3 separate regions of the Mus musculus genome follow, and all the other regions are linked to region 1. A link is a contact called in public Hi-C and promoter capture Hi-C data. All regions are on one chromosome and are shown on one strand. Each heading gives the region's core, a stretch centred on a gene start, on an enhancer-like site or on the middle of the called end of the contact. The rest is flanking DNA. Distances are from core to core; before and after follow the strand shown. Region 1 holds the start of Khdrbs3 (KH domain containing, RNA binding, signal transduction associated 3). Region 2 overlaps Khdrbs3 (KH domain containing, RNA binding, signal transduction associated 3). Region 3 overlaps Khdrbs3 (KH domain containing, RNA binding, signal transduction associated 3).

Region 1 (3,884 bases), core at 1,026-3,525:
CCCCTAGAGGACCCAGCATGAGCACTCACAGGGCTGGGCACCTGCCCACTTGGAGAGTTCTGTGAGGAGGAGGGTCCAGAGCAGGCGCGTTAGCATCTCTGTTGTAGGCCTCATGGTACACAGTCCTCCTCCCCAGCTGCTGGCGGGACATCTCTGCCAAAAGCACCACTGGAGGAGGGACAGAGATCTAATCAGGCTCAGATCACTACCCGGGAAAGGGTTAGGTGTGGGAAGGGTTCAGACTAGGAGGGCCTGGAATCTCAGCTTGCCAGTGGTGGCACAGTTGGCAAAGTATAAAATTCCTCAGCCTTGGAGATTTCTTGATGAGTAAATGGTGATAAACTGAATCTTTCCTGCAGGTATCAAGAGGACGATGTATAAAGCTGCCAGAGCAGCTTGGCACTTAGTAAATGCTCATAATAAAGATAATTAGTAAATGCTTAATAAAGATAATTAGTAACTGCTTAATAAAGATACTCATCAGTGAAAGTTTAGACTACTACCGAGGCAGAAAATGGAAGACACGGGGCAGGGAGCGCTGTTTCACCAGGCACTCTGCCTGCCTCTTCTCCTCAGTAGTGTTTGTCAGAGGATCCCTGGAATTCAAGTCTAGGGAGACTAGAGCAAGAGGCATGTGCTTCTATTTAGATGTAAAGGGAGAAAAACCTTCCCTTAAGAACTCCCCAACTGCCTCACATCTGGCCCCCCAAGAACTATGTTATGTCAGGGACTGCTGACATAACATAGTTCTTGGGGGGCCAGATGTGAGGCTCAGACTTGGGCCACACTGCATGGCCAGACCGGCATGGGGCTCAGGGTCAGAAGCAGGATCTACCCTTATGAGCTTGCTCTGCTGGGGTTGTGCTCTGTCTTCAGCATCAAGGAGCACACAGATGGTGTTGCCTGCTGCCTTTCGAAGCTTCTGCCTCAGAAAGCAGCCATGCGAGGGAGACTGCCACAGAACAGTCTGGCTTTCATTTTGTGCCTGGTGATTGTGAAATAGTACATCCTTATGAGGTTCCTAAGAAATAATCTTTTCTCATCTCCATAGGATAGATGAAGAGACTGAGGCACAAATGACCTAAGTTTGCTAAAAGGTCAGAACTAGTTAACCACTGTATTTTACTGCCACTTGCCAGTTCTGACTAAAGAGAGACAAGGGGGAGGTTGTTGTCGGGGACGCTACAGTAGTACCTAACCTGCAACCAAGTCCACACAAGGCTGGAAAAGGGATCAGGTGCTTGGGGGATTCCTTCAGCACACTGTTCTGGCGCTCTCTCCACATCCGTCCCTGACAACAGGTGTTAGAGACCTCTCCCTCAGACAAAATTTGCTGTTCCCCAAGATAGCCCTAGGCTAGTGAAAGCGGAGTTGTAGTTCTGTGAAGGGCTTTAGAGTACAGGGAGAGGAAAAAAACGAAGCAATTAAGGTTTTTCTAGGGAAGTCTTGAGCACTGTCAAGGGACTCTGGTTATCGAGGTTGGGGTTATGATATCCTCTGAACAGGGACTCAGGAGTCCTTGGTCTAGTGTGAGACATTTATTCCACACACCTCAGAGGATCTAAAAGGAGCCTAGGAGAGCATTTGCTGGGGTCTGGTTGCCTGTCGGAGGGCGACAGAAGACATCACCACCATGCGTGGTGTGGTAGGTTCCCTACTGGAGACAGTTTAGAGAGACTCATTCATCCACGTCCAGACACCACCATATAAGGAGAAGGGCAACACGGAGCAAGTCTCGGAAGACAAAGACAGTCTGAAGGGCAGGCGCTTTTATGTAACCGACTTCTGCGCCAAGGGTCTCAGGAGGCTGGCGTTTTAAGTCCTGCCCGGCGGTATTTTCGTACAAATAGCAGCGGACAGCAAAGCGACCTAAGTTGGGCAAGTTCGTGGTGCTTTGGCAAACCAGGAGTCTGGTCGCACTGCCTGTTCCCAGAGCCTGGCAGTATGAACCTGGGCTCCAAAGGCTCTGCCCTTGTCCCTTCTGGCTAGGACGGGTGACCTTGGACGCGCCACTTGACCCATGAGCCTCAGTTTCCCAGACTGCACATACAAGGCAATGCTGGACAGCTTACAGACGCTCATCGGGGAGCCCTGGATGGAGACCCCTGATCTAGGGACCGGAAGCGCCCCTACAATGTCCCCGCTGCGGGCCCGCGCAGTCCCAGTGCCCCCACGAGGCGGCGCGCGCCGGGCGGTCAGCATAGCGCGCAGGCGCGGCGGGCGGGGCGGGGAGGGCGCGGGGCACTGCGCGGCGGCTCAGAGCGCGCGGGGTGGCGCGCGGGGCGGGTCGTGGCAGAGCAAGGCATCGTCGCAGCCGGCGAGCAAGACTGGCCAGCGCTCCTCGGCTTTCCAGCCCGCTCTCTTCGCTCATCCCGCCGCCTTGCAGCCCGCGGCCCGCAGCGCGGTGATCTGGGGCTCCACGGGGCCGGGCTGAGCGGCCGCCGCCCGCCCCGAGCCGCCGCCGCCGCCCGGCCGCCCGCCCGGCTTAGCCGCCGAGGCGCCTGGCGGGGTCCGCGCCGCCGGGGGCGGGCGGCTCGGGCTGCGGGGCGGCTGGCGCGCGCGCGCCGCGGGGCGGAGAAGCGGGCCCGGCGGCCGGCGAGCATGGAGGAGAAGTACCTGCCGGAGCTGATGGCGGAGAAGGACTCTCTGGACCCCTCCTTCACGCACGCCCTGCGCTTGGTGAACCGAGGTGAGCTCGGCGGCCGTTAACGGCACCCGCGTAGCCGGCTCCGGAGAGGAGGGAGGAGGCCCGACATCAGCAAGGGACTGGAGTCTCTTCCTTGGGGACCCTGGTGGACCCAGGGGAAACTTCTGGGAGGAGGACAGAGAGCGTGTAGGAGCCTGTGTCTGGACTGGTCCTGGATGAGTCCACCAGAGAGAAAGAGAGTGGGACGCCCTGGGACCTGGGGTGTTTGGGGTATCTAAGGAGCTGCAAGAAAGCGCATCAGGGATAAGGATGGGCTTGGGCGAATCTGCTGCGCAGGAGGTGAAGGGAACAGGTGCTTGGTTTGTTAGTGAAGTTTGGGGACCTTGGAAGAGGTTTAGGGTCAGATCCTCCAAGCACGATAGAGGGGAGGACTCCAGCGGCCCCGAGGGAGGAGCCCAGCTTCTCTCCCACGGTTTTTCTGTGTGTGCCTAGGCGGCCGCCGGCTGGGCAGTTTGCTGTTCCTGGGGGCGGGCACTCATGCCAGCCTGGCAGGCAGGCGGCCCTTGAAGGTCTCAGTTTGGTAGAGGAGGCCCGCCAGAGAGCCAGTTCTTGCTCGCTCTTTTCTCTTCTTGAGACAAGCTGGTCGGGTGACCCTCATTGGTGTCAGGCTTAGGGTTGAACACATTGCCAAACGATCCACCCGCCTGTGCCATTTTTCACACTCCTCCAACCAGCGCGGGTGGTAAAAGGAACCGGGAAGTGCCAAGGACAGGGACACTGGGGTTTATGGAGGCACGCCTACCCAGGACAGTATTCTTCAGGTTTACTTCTCCTCTGGCTTCCTGAATCATCTGTTGGGATGGAAGGTAAATGAAGCCTGCCTTTACCGGATCTATCTGCGACACCCGGGTCCAGCATGGTTCATGTTTCAGAGGAAGATGGTCTGGGAACCTCTGGTTCTTTTTTTTTTTTTTTTTCACCCCTCTCCTTTTCCATACTTCTTTTTAAGGGATATGACAGAAACATTATCTGGTCAGATCTGTAACCATTTTTATGAATCACTTTGTCTAGTGGATCCTATTGGGGGTATGCTGTTCACAGCGCTGGTCCTGACTCTTATTGTTGGGAGAGAAAGATGAGGCAGACATATTCTATTTGTGTGTAGACACCTATGTTTTAGAACCACGACCTCTGTTACTTGCCTATTGTAGACAGTTGTCAGGATTAGGCTGTTGTC
Region 2 (3,913 bases), core at 903-3,402, 65 kb after region 1:
TCCTGGTGCATAGTATATCTCTGAACTAAGTAGACTTCAGGTGACTGTAGTTCAAAGGATTATGCATGTAGTTTTCAGCCTGTATTTAACTGAGATACACTGCAGGTGAATGGCCCATCACAGTTTCCGTGAAAAAGGTCAGGAAAGGACCAAGTGAGCTGTGACTTAAGAGAGCTCAGCTTTTACGCTTCGAGCCAATGTGTAAAACTTCTGTGTGGCCAGAATTTATTTATAAAAAATTGTTCTAACTTAAAACCGTTTTCCAAAACTTAAATTTTATACTTTAATTAATAACAATAGTTGTATAATTAAAAAATAAAATCAAAAGCTACTCACTGCCCCTCCGCGCCAGCAAGTTACTTTGGCTACCATTTTCTTATTTACTGTAGGGAGATCATGTGTGCATGACCACAGTGAGTGTAAAACATAAATAATAAGATAGTTGAGTTTAGAGGTTGTCTGTTATAGTTGCAACACACACACTCACACACACACACACACACACTCATCGTATTTTACAGGAGCCCTTGAAAACATCAGACGACTCACAATCACCCAGTATACATATAATAAAATCTGTAGATGTTGGCCTGCAGAGATGAGATCGTTCAGTAAAGTGATTGCCTTGAAAATGTGAGGGCCAGAGTTCAGATCTCCAGATACGTGTGTAAATGCTAGGTAGGTGTAGGAGCCCATGTTAGTTCCAGCCACAGCGGCAGAGATGGGATCCCAGAGCAGCCTGGGTAAACAAGACTAGCAATATCAGTGAGTTCTGGGTTTGATTGAAACACCTTGCTTCAACAAATAAGTCAGGGAGGGCAAGAGACTATTAATGATGATTTCCTGTACGAACTTACCTTAAACACATGAGTGAGTATGTATGCCTGCCCACACCTGTAATCATACTCACGCAGAAGCATACATGCATGCATGCATACATGCATACTACTTACAAACATTTGAAGGAAACAGGGGGAAATCTAATCGTTTTAAAGGAAATTTTAGTTTACCTCATTTGTTAACTTCTGTGTCAAAGATTACTTCTAAAATAGTAATATTCAGTGAAGCAGCTGACTTGTGACTTATTGCTGTTTTATTTCTTTTAATGTTTTCTTTGAGATCTTTAATCAGACATACTATTATGATCATACCTTCCTCTAGTTTCCCCAGGTTCTCAACATGTCCCTCCCAACTCTATGACCTTTCTTTCTCTTTAAATTAATTCATGAAGTCAAATTAATGTTGCCCATAAGTGCATGGGTATGGGACATCCCCTGGAGTGCTCAGCCTACCAGAGGCCACAACCCCAGGAATGAGGCTCCCTTCCCCAGCTTCTATAAACTGCTGCTGGCTTCTCCATTAGGAAGGAGGCCATGTGAGCTCCTCCCTCGTTCATCTTGAACTCTGGCTTCCTTTGTATAGTAACTGCAGCTGCTGCCAGCTCATGAGTGCAGTAGCCGTGTCATGTCCAGGGGACTGTATTTCACAGCACCTTCTCCTGGGCCAGCTTCTTCATTTCATAGTACCTTCTCCTGAGCCAGCTTCTCCCAGGCTTTCTGCCTCCTCTTCCCAGAGTCATGGAGACTTGGGGGTGGTGTTTCATAAACAAGGCCTATTTTTGGGCTGAATACTCAGTCTCCTATGTCAATACTGTGCTGCCCAATTCAAAAAGAAGGCTTTCTGATTGAGGCTGAGAGCTGCCTGGGCCTATTTAGAGGGAAGTCTGAAGCATGGCCATTTAGAAAAATCACAGCAGGTTCTACCCTAAGATGTGTGATGGTCCTCTCACGAATCCTCCCTTTAGACAAGGATCATGATGCCCTACCTGGCATAAAGACAAGGATTATGATGCCCTACCTGGCATAAAGTTTCCCCCTGTTCACAGAAGAAGCCAGAGAGCAGATGACTATTCTGTGACAGTCACACCCCTTCTGCACAAGTGACATATCTTCCTGGCCTGTTGGTACTGCATCCTGCAAGGTTCATTGCTGGGTAAGACCACTGATGTCTTTTATCTCCCAGCAGCCTAATGAGAGCTAGCCAGTAGGGAGGAAGTGTCTTCATAGGGTTTCAATTGATTTCTTTATGTCCTTTGACCAACATGGGTGGTGTCTTCAGCAGCTGGGTTTTATACTTTGTGGTTACAGTGGGTGCAAAGAGCAATAGTGCAGCCTGTGTTGTTTTGGATAGCTCTGGGGAGATGTCCTATGTCTGGCACTGCAGTTTTTGTTTAATTATGTTTTCTGGATTGAATTACTACTTAAAAAGCAAGCAAGCAAGCAAGCAAGCAAGCAAGCAAGCAAGCATATTTTGAAAATGTCCTACCTTCTAGTAGATTTCCATAAAGCTTTTTCATACACCCTTAGTCTCGGTTAACCCATCTTCTCTTCACCCCACCTCTTTTATACTACACCATTGATCCCCACTATGTCACCCTCCTCAGTCACAGGTTACCTGTTCTATTCGTTCCTCCAATTACATTTTAATTGGGTTGTACAATAGGTTTCCATATACCCTTCCTCTGGGTCACCCAAGGGCTCAGTGATTTTTATTGAAGAGTCAAAATAATTAATTTATCACACTTTCATTATGCCATTGATCCTGAAATTTTCCAACTTTGGATTTAATTGTGGAAAATGCCTGAATGAGTCTTCCCTTTCTCTCTTTTCCTCCCCCACCAGTCTAGTTTCTGTTGAAGTATTTCTTGACACTATCAGACCTCCACTGTCAGCCAGGTGCCTAGTGATCTGTCGAGATGGAGTTAAAGCAAGACCTGCACACCCATGTACTGCACTTGCCTCTCGCACATGCTCGCACATTAAACAAGAGCGGTGATGTATGCAGGTCCCCATCTGATGTGACCGACAGTTCTTGTCTCTGGACCTTGTGCCTTGTACTTGCTGGGGAGAAAGTCCATAGTGTCTGCTTGTGAACGCACCTGACTGTGCCTCTAGTACACTACCAAGTACTGTTGACAGTACAAAAACTGAGTAAAACTGCATTCGATGTCCAGGTTCTGAAACTTGCAGGTGGCAGGCAGTAGATGTTCATGGAAGTAGGCTTTACAGTAGAGAAACTGGGGCTCTGGTGAGAGATGCTACCTCTGTTTTTTTTCTACTTACAGTAATAGAGTTGTCTTTTTACGTGCTCTGTGAGGGCCAAGCCAGGAGGGATTAATTTTCTTGTTCCTGCTACGTCCCCAAGGAAGGAGAATCAGCGAGTTTCAGATGGATGAACCTTGAAAATAAAATGAGATCATTCTGGCATCTCGGAAAAGTGGGGTGCGTTGCCATAGACAGTGTGTTAGCTTTCACTGGACGGTGCTATGTGAGGAGGTGGACTGCTGACAGCAGGTCATCTATGTTTGTCAAGTCAACTTAGAGACAATTGTTAAAATTACAAAAATTAAAATAAAATATAATTACATTATTTCCCCTTCCCTTTCCTCCTCTAACCTCTCTCCTGTCCCCCTGCTCTTCAGCTGCTGTGTCTTGGAGCCAGTTCTCGATAGTACCAGCTGTAGATCGCCAGGCAAGGGCAGTACTTAGGTAGCATTCTGGTGCTGTGTAACACTGTACGAGAACAGGGCAGGGGAGGTGATGATGAGGATGGTGATGATGAAGATGATGAGGATGAGGATGACGAGGATTTGTGGTTGTCCATTTTACCTTCATTAGCTGAGGGCTGCCTTGAAAGCCATACTTTGTGCATTTTTCATTTATGAAGATTTCCTTGGTAAAATAGATCTGTCATTACTTGAAAAAAAAAAAACCACCATGCTAATTTAACAGTCTTCATTCGAGTTCCTCCCACAGCAGAGCTAGCCTGGCTCCACACCTGCAGTTCTGAGTCACATGCTTCATGGATGATATCTTCTTGTCTCCACAGAAATAGAAAAGTTTCAAAAGGGAGA
Region 3 (3,675 bases), core at 326-2,825, 110 kb after region 1:
GCAAGTTTTCCAGCAGTGCTGGACATATCAGTCACATTCAGGATCAGTAGAGAAACTTTTACACATACGTGCAACAGCGCTGAAGAGGCTGAGGCAGAGGAGCACAAGCCTGAGGCCAGCCTGAGCTAAGTAGTGAGATCCTCTTTCATGCACACTCTGAGAAGCTCCCCCATCTTTCCTGCCATCGTGGCATTTCTAGTTTAACAGTTAATTGTTTCCCCAGTTACAGTTATGCCTGCCCTTTGCTTGTAAGATTTCTAATTTAACTGTGTCACTGTTTATTGATTTTTATGTTGTGAGTACCTAGAAAATCCAACCAGTGTCCTTCTATTTTCGTTAGGCGCAAAGTCAGAAGAAGACATTCTGTAGTGGCTGGCAGGCATATCTCTAAAGACCATATCAGAATCTGTGCACACATTCAGTTCTTAATTCACACCGTGGAAATGCAGACAGGCAAGGCTTTAAGACTTTCACAGAAGTCGTGCTTGGATAGCTTTGATCTTTTTTCTGACTCAGTGGTTGTAGAGTTGAAAGGGTTAAGTCTTTAAATGAAGCAGTCATCTTTATTAGGAAAGTACTGGCCAAACACATTCACCTGCTTTTTTTTTTTTTTTTTTTTTTTTTTTTTTTTTTTTTTTGATTAATCTTACACAACCATTGGAAGTAGTAACCACTGCGTTTTGATTCCCACTTTGCAATTTGCCAAGTTGAGGTTCTGAGGGGTTAGTGACATCTCCACAGCTATGCAACCCACCCAGTGCCGCAAGTGGATTCAGAATGTGGCTGTCACATCCGCAGAGCCTGATGGGAGCAGCCTTGAATCCCCGCTTATTAGTGCAAGGTCAACAGGTGCCCATGACATCCCAGAGCTAAAACGTCAGGTTTGATGCAGATGATGTGGGAGGAAGGCCAAACCACTTTGCTCCTCTGTTCACTATCACTAAAGATACTTTTGAAGCCACATTGCCCAGGATATTATTTCCCAGGTTCCGGCTACAATTAAATTGTGAAGTCTTTATTATTTGCTTTATAAACTCAACATAATCATTGTAAACCTTAAATTTGCTGAAGCTTTTCGCACTGCATCTGTGTGGAAACTTCTCACCTTTTGAAATGGCCAGTTGTCACCCTAGTCGAAGTGAAAGTATCCATAATATAATTATCTCCCTTTAAAAGGATGCCACACCAAAGCAATATTTTTAATCACACTTATAAATTTTCTCAATTTAAAATGCTTGTCCCAGGTTTAAAGACTATGCTTGATTTTACTTGTGACAAAAATAAAACTGGGTAGGCCATGCTGTTTCTTGTGTCCTGGAAGATGGCTTCAGAGCAAGTATTCTTGTTACTTGGACCTGTGCCAGGTTGGGTGTGGTCCAGGGAGGTTTTCCACGTGTGTCAGAACACACGCTCATTCTGTAGCCTGTTGTCCACTCGGGTCCATTGTCCCGGTGCTGTTTCTAAGCAGAAAATCTTAGATGTGCGCTTGATGAAGAAGAAGCAAGCTTTGTAGTGAGTGTGCACGGACAGCTCCCTGTATGCCTTTAAACAGGTTTTGATGACGTCATTCTGGCATTCGGAAATAGAATCGAGTTCTAAAGGTCATCATCCGCAGAGCACAGAAGTCTGATACTGAGCATTCACCAAAAACGGTGTCAATGCAGTCTGAGTATCAGGGTTTTCAGCATTGTAATCTGCACCGTGCCTGCTTTCTTCTGTAGTGCTGCCTGCCTGGGTTCGCGTTCACCACAAGGAAGTATTTATTGTCTTTTCTGCTACTTGGTCATCAATAGCAGTGGCTCAGCAGGTGTTGTCATGTTGCCATGTTGCCTGCATGTGCTCCCCGCCCCCACTCGCTTTGCATGCACTCAGTTATCACCTCTGTCTCACAGAAGAGGCTCTCTCTCATGATCTCTCTTTTAGTCCAGTGCTCGGCATACACACATTATAAAGACACTTATATACACAGACGTGCATAATTTTAAACCTGTAAGAGAAAACAAACAGTATTTATCTTCCTGAATCTGGTTGATTAGCCTAGCATAATGACTAACTGGGAGAAGAAAGAAAACCCACTGGGTGATGTAAGGGAGGGCAGTGGGATACCAATAAGAACAAAGTATAATGATATGTGCACATGAGGTGGGTTGGGGGATGGGAGGGAAGGGGAGGACCAGAGAGGAGAGGGGAGGGGAGGGGCTGATCCTAACTCACAGGAACTTTGTAGACTAGAGGCAAGAAAGGAGTCAGAAAAATAATTACAGTTGCCAAATATATGTGAGTTATCACATATGATATCAAATATGATAACAAATATGATAGTCCAAAATGATAATTCAGTTTTCAAGCTAGCATCTGTCATCCAAGTAGGCAGCAGAGGAAAGAACATGTAGACAGACTAGCGATGAGAAGCAGACTCCTTCCTGGGCCCACTCAGGTGCCGATTTGATTTGTGTCTTTAGGAGCCAGGAACCACAGTGCAAGTTAGGAAACAGAAAGTCTAGATTTGCATTTTAGCTAGGTATGTATGGAACAGTGTTTAGATGAAGACACTAAAGAGCTAAATGCAAAGTCCATGCTTTGTCCCTTTGAAAGATTCTAAATGATACGAGAGAGACTAAAGGTTCTAATGAACTGTGTAGGGTAGACCTCAGGTTTCATATTGCAGTGCCGAGGAGTGGGGTGTGTAAGATAGGTTAAGGATATAAGAACATTTACTGGATGGTTGGAAAACCAGCAAGACAGCAAGGCCGGGGCACTTAACATGGATGTGCCAGGTAGTTGAGGGCATGCCTTTGTATGCCTCCAGATAACATGCAGGGGCTCCTTAGATACTTCAAGAGCAATTCAGTAATTGACTTGGCATGTGTTTCTGCCATACAGTTAAGTCATTTCTGGTCATCTGAGGAATGGCTAGAACTGGGAAGAAGCTGAAAATAATCACGGCACTAGGTGAGAGGAATCAAGGTGGTTTGTCCTGCTTTTACCCAGTGTTCTGCTCAGGAGAACAGTGAGCATTACTGCGTCCTCATTGTGTGTGTCTGTGCCTGATCTGAAGGGATCTTTTAAGACATTGTGAGTTCATAATGTAAGTGAAACACAAGGTGAGCCATCCACCAGGAGTAGTTACAGAAATGTGCTCATTAGGTCAAATGCTGCCATTGTACGGGCACAATGGACTGTTTCATGTGGTTGAAATGTTGTAACAGAATTGAAGCCACCCACTTGAACTTCAGCCTAGAAAGCTGACTAGGCCAAGAGGCAGCAAGGGCAGAGAGATGGTACAGGCACCTGGTGAACTGGCTAGGTTTCTACACTGGAGGCACGGAAGTGAGGCAGAGAAGTAGATGCCTACCTAGCATGTCATAAAAGAGAATCGTCTCTAAGAGGAAATGCAGAAGTGTGAGAAATAACACAAAGATCTCTAGTGTAAAGAAGTCTCTGGTGCATCAGAGTAGTGCTGGTAAAGTGTAGTGAGCTCCTGTAAGTCCTACAACAGTGAGTACCTTAGATATGGGACTCAGCCAAGCTCTCCACATCTTTTCTGTGCTGTTTCATTACTCCACTCAATTGCATGTTAAATTATAGCACATAAAGTACTCACTGCTGTTTGTACCTGAAAAAGAATGTATTCGTATAAAAGTATATAGGAAATAAGGGAAACATGACCAACCA

What was found. Promoter capture Hi-C pulls out the DNA fragments that hold promoters and counts their contacts. Hi-C and Micro-C count contacts between places; a contact is called where the count stands out from the background.
Region 2: a contact with region 1 is called in a Hi-C map of liver, with 2.1 times the contacts expected there. The contact joins the enhancer-like site here to the promoter of Khdrbs3 in region 1. A contact is called at or near these places in 6 of 484 Hi-C or Micro-C datasets (cortical neurons, liver, rod photoreceptor and 1 more), 3 of 115 datasets of contacts at active chromatin or transcription factors (PVALB interneurons, cardiomyocytes and double positive thymocytes) and 1 of 9 other capture datasets (adipose tissue).
Region 3: a contact with region 1 is called in a promoter capture Hi-C map of liver, with 4 times the contacts expected there. The contact joins the enhancer-like site here to the promoter of Khdrbs3 in region 1. A contact is called at or near these places in 3 of 39 promoter capture datasets (liver and stem cell-derived epiblast-like cells), 8 of 484 Hi-C or Micro-C datasets (the HL-1 cell line, LSK cells, cardiomyocytes and 4 more), 2 of 115 datasets of contacts at active chromatin or transcription factors (both in embryonic stem cells) and 1 of 9 other capture datasets (pancreatic islet).

Annotation. Positions count from the first base shown.
Region 1 is chr15:68,926,145-68,930,028 of GRCm38.p6, forward strand. Khdrbs3 (KH domain containing, RNA binding, signal transduction associated 3) reads left to right here and starts at 2,276. Exons shown (of 9, transcript NM_010158.2): 1 at 2,276-2,689. The coding sequence starts at 2,602.
Region 2 is chr15:68,991,164-68,995,076 of GRCm38.p6, forward strand. Khdrbs3 (KH domain containing, RNA binding, signal transduction associated 3) reads left to right here. Exons shown (of 9, transcript NM_010158.2): 2 at 3,889-3,913. Among named protein-coding and RNA genes, the nearest start is that of Gm31550, 24 kb to the right of the region's middle. Within about 2 kb of position 2,153, at least 18 of the 459 cell types and tissues checked have an H3K27ac peak or open chromatin away from gene starts, as enhancers often do. A contact at or near this core is called in PVALB interneurons, cortical neurons, liver and 1 more, where this site is marked.
Region 3 is chr15:69,040,371-69,044,045 of GRCm38.p6, forward strand. All of the region lies in intron 6 of Khdrbs3 (KH domain containing, RNA binding, signal transduction associated 3), which reads left to right. Among named protein-coding and RNA genes, the nearest start is that of Gm31550, 25 kb to the left of the region's middle. Within about 2 kb of position 1,576, at least 14 of the 459 cell types and tissues checked have an H3K27ac peak or open chromatin away from gene starts, as enhancers often do. A contact at or near this core is called in liver and olfactory sensory neurons, where this site is marked.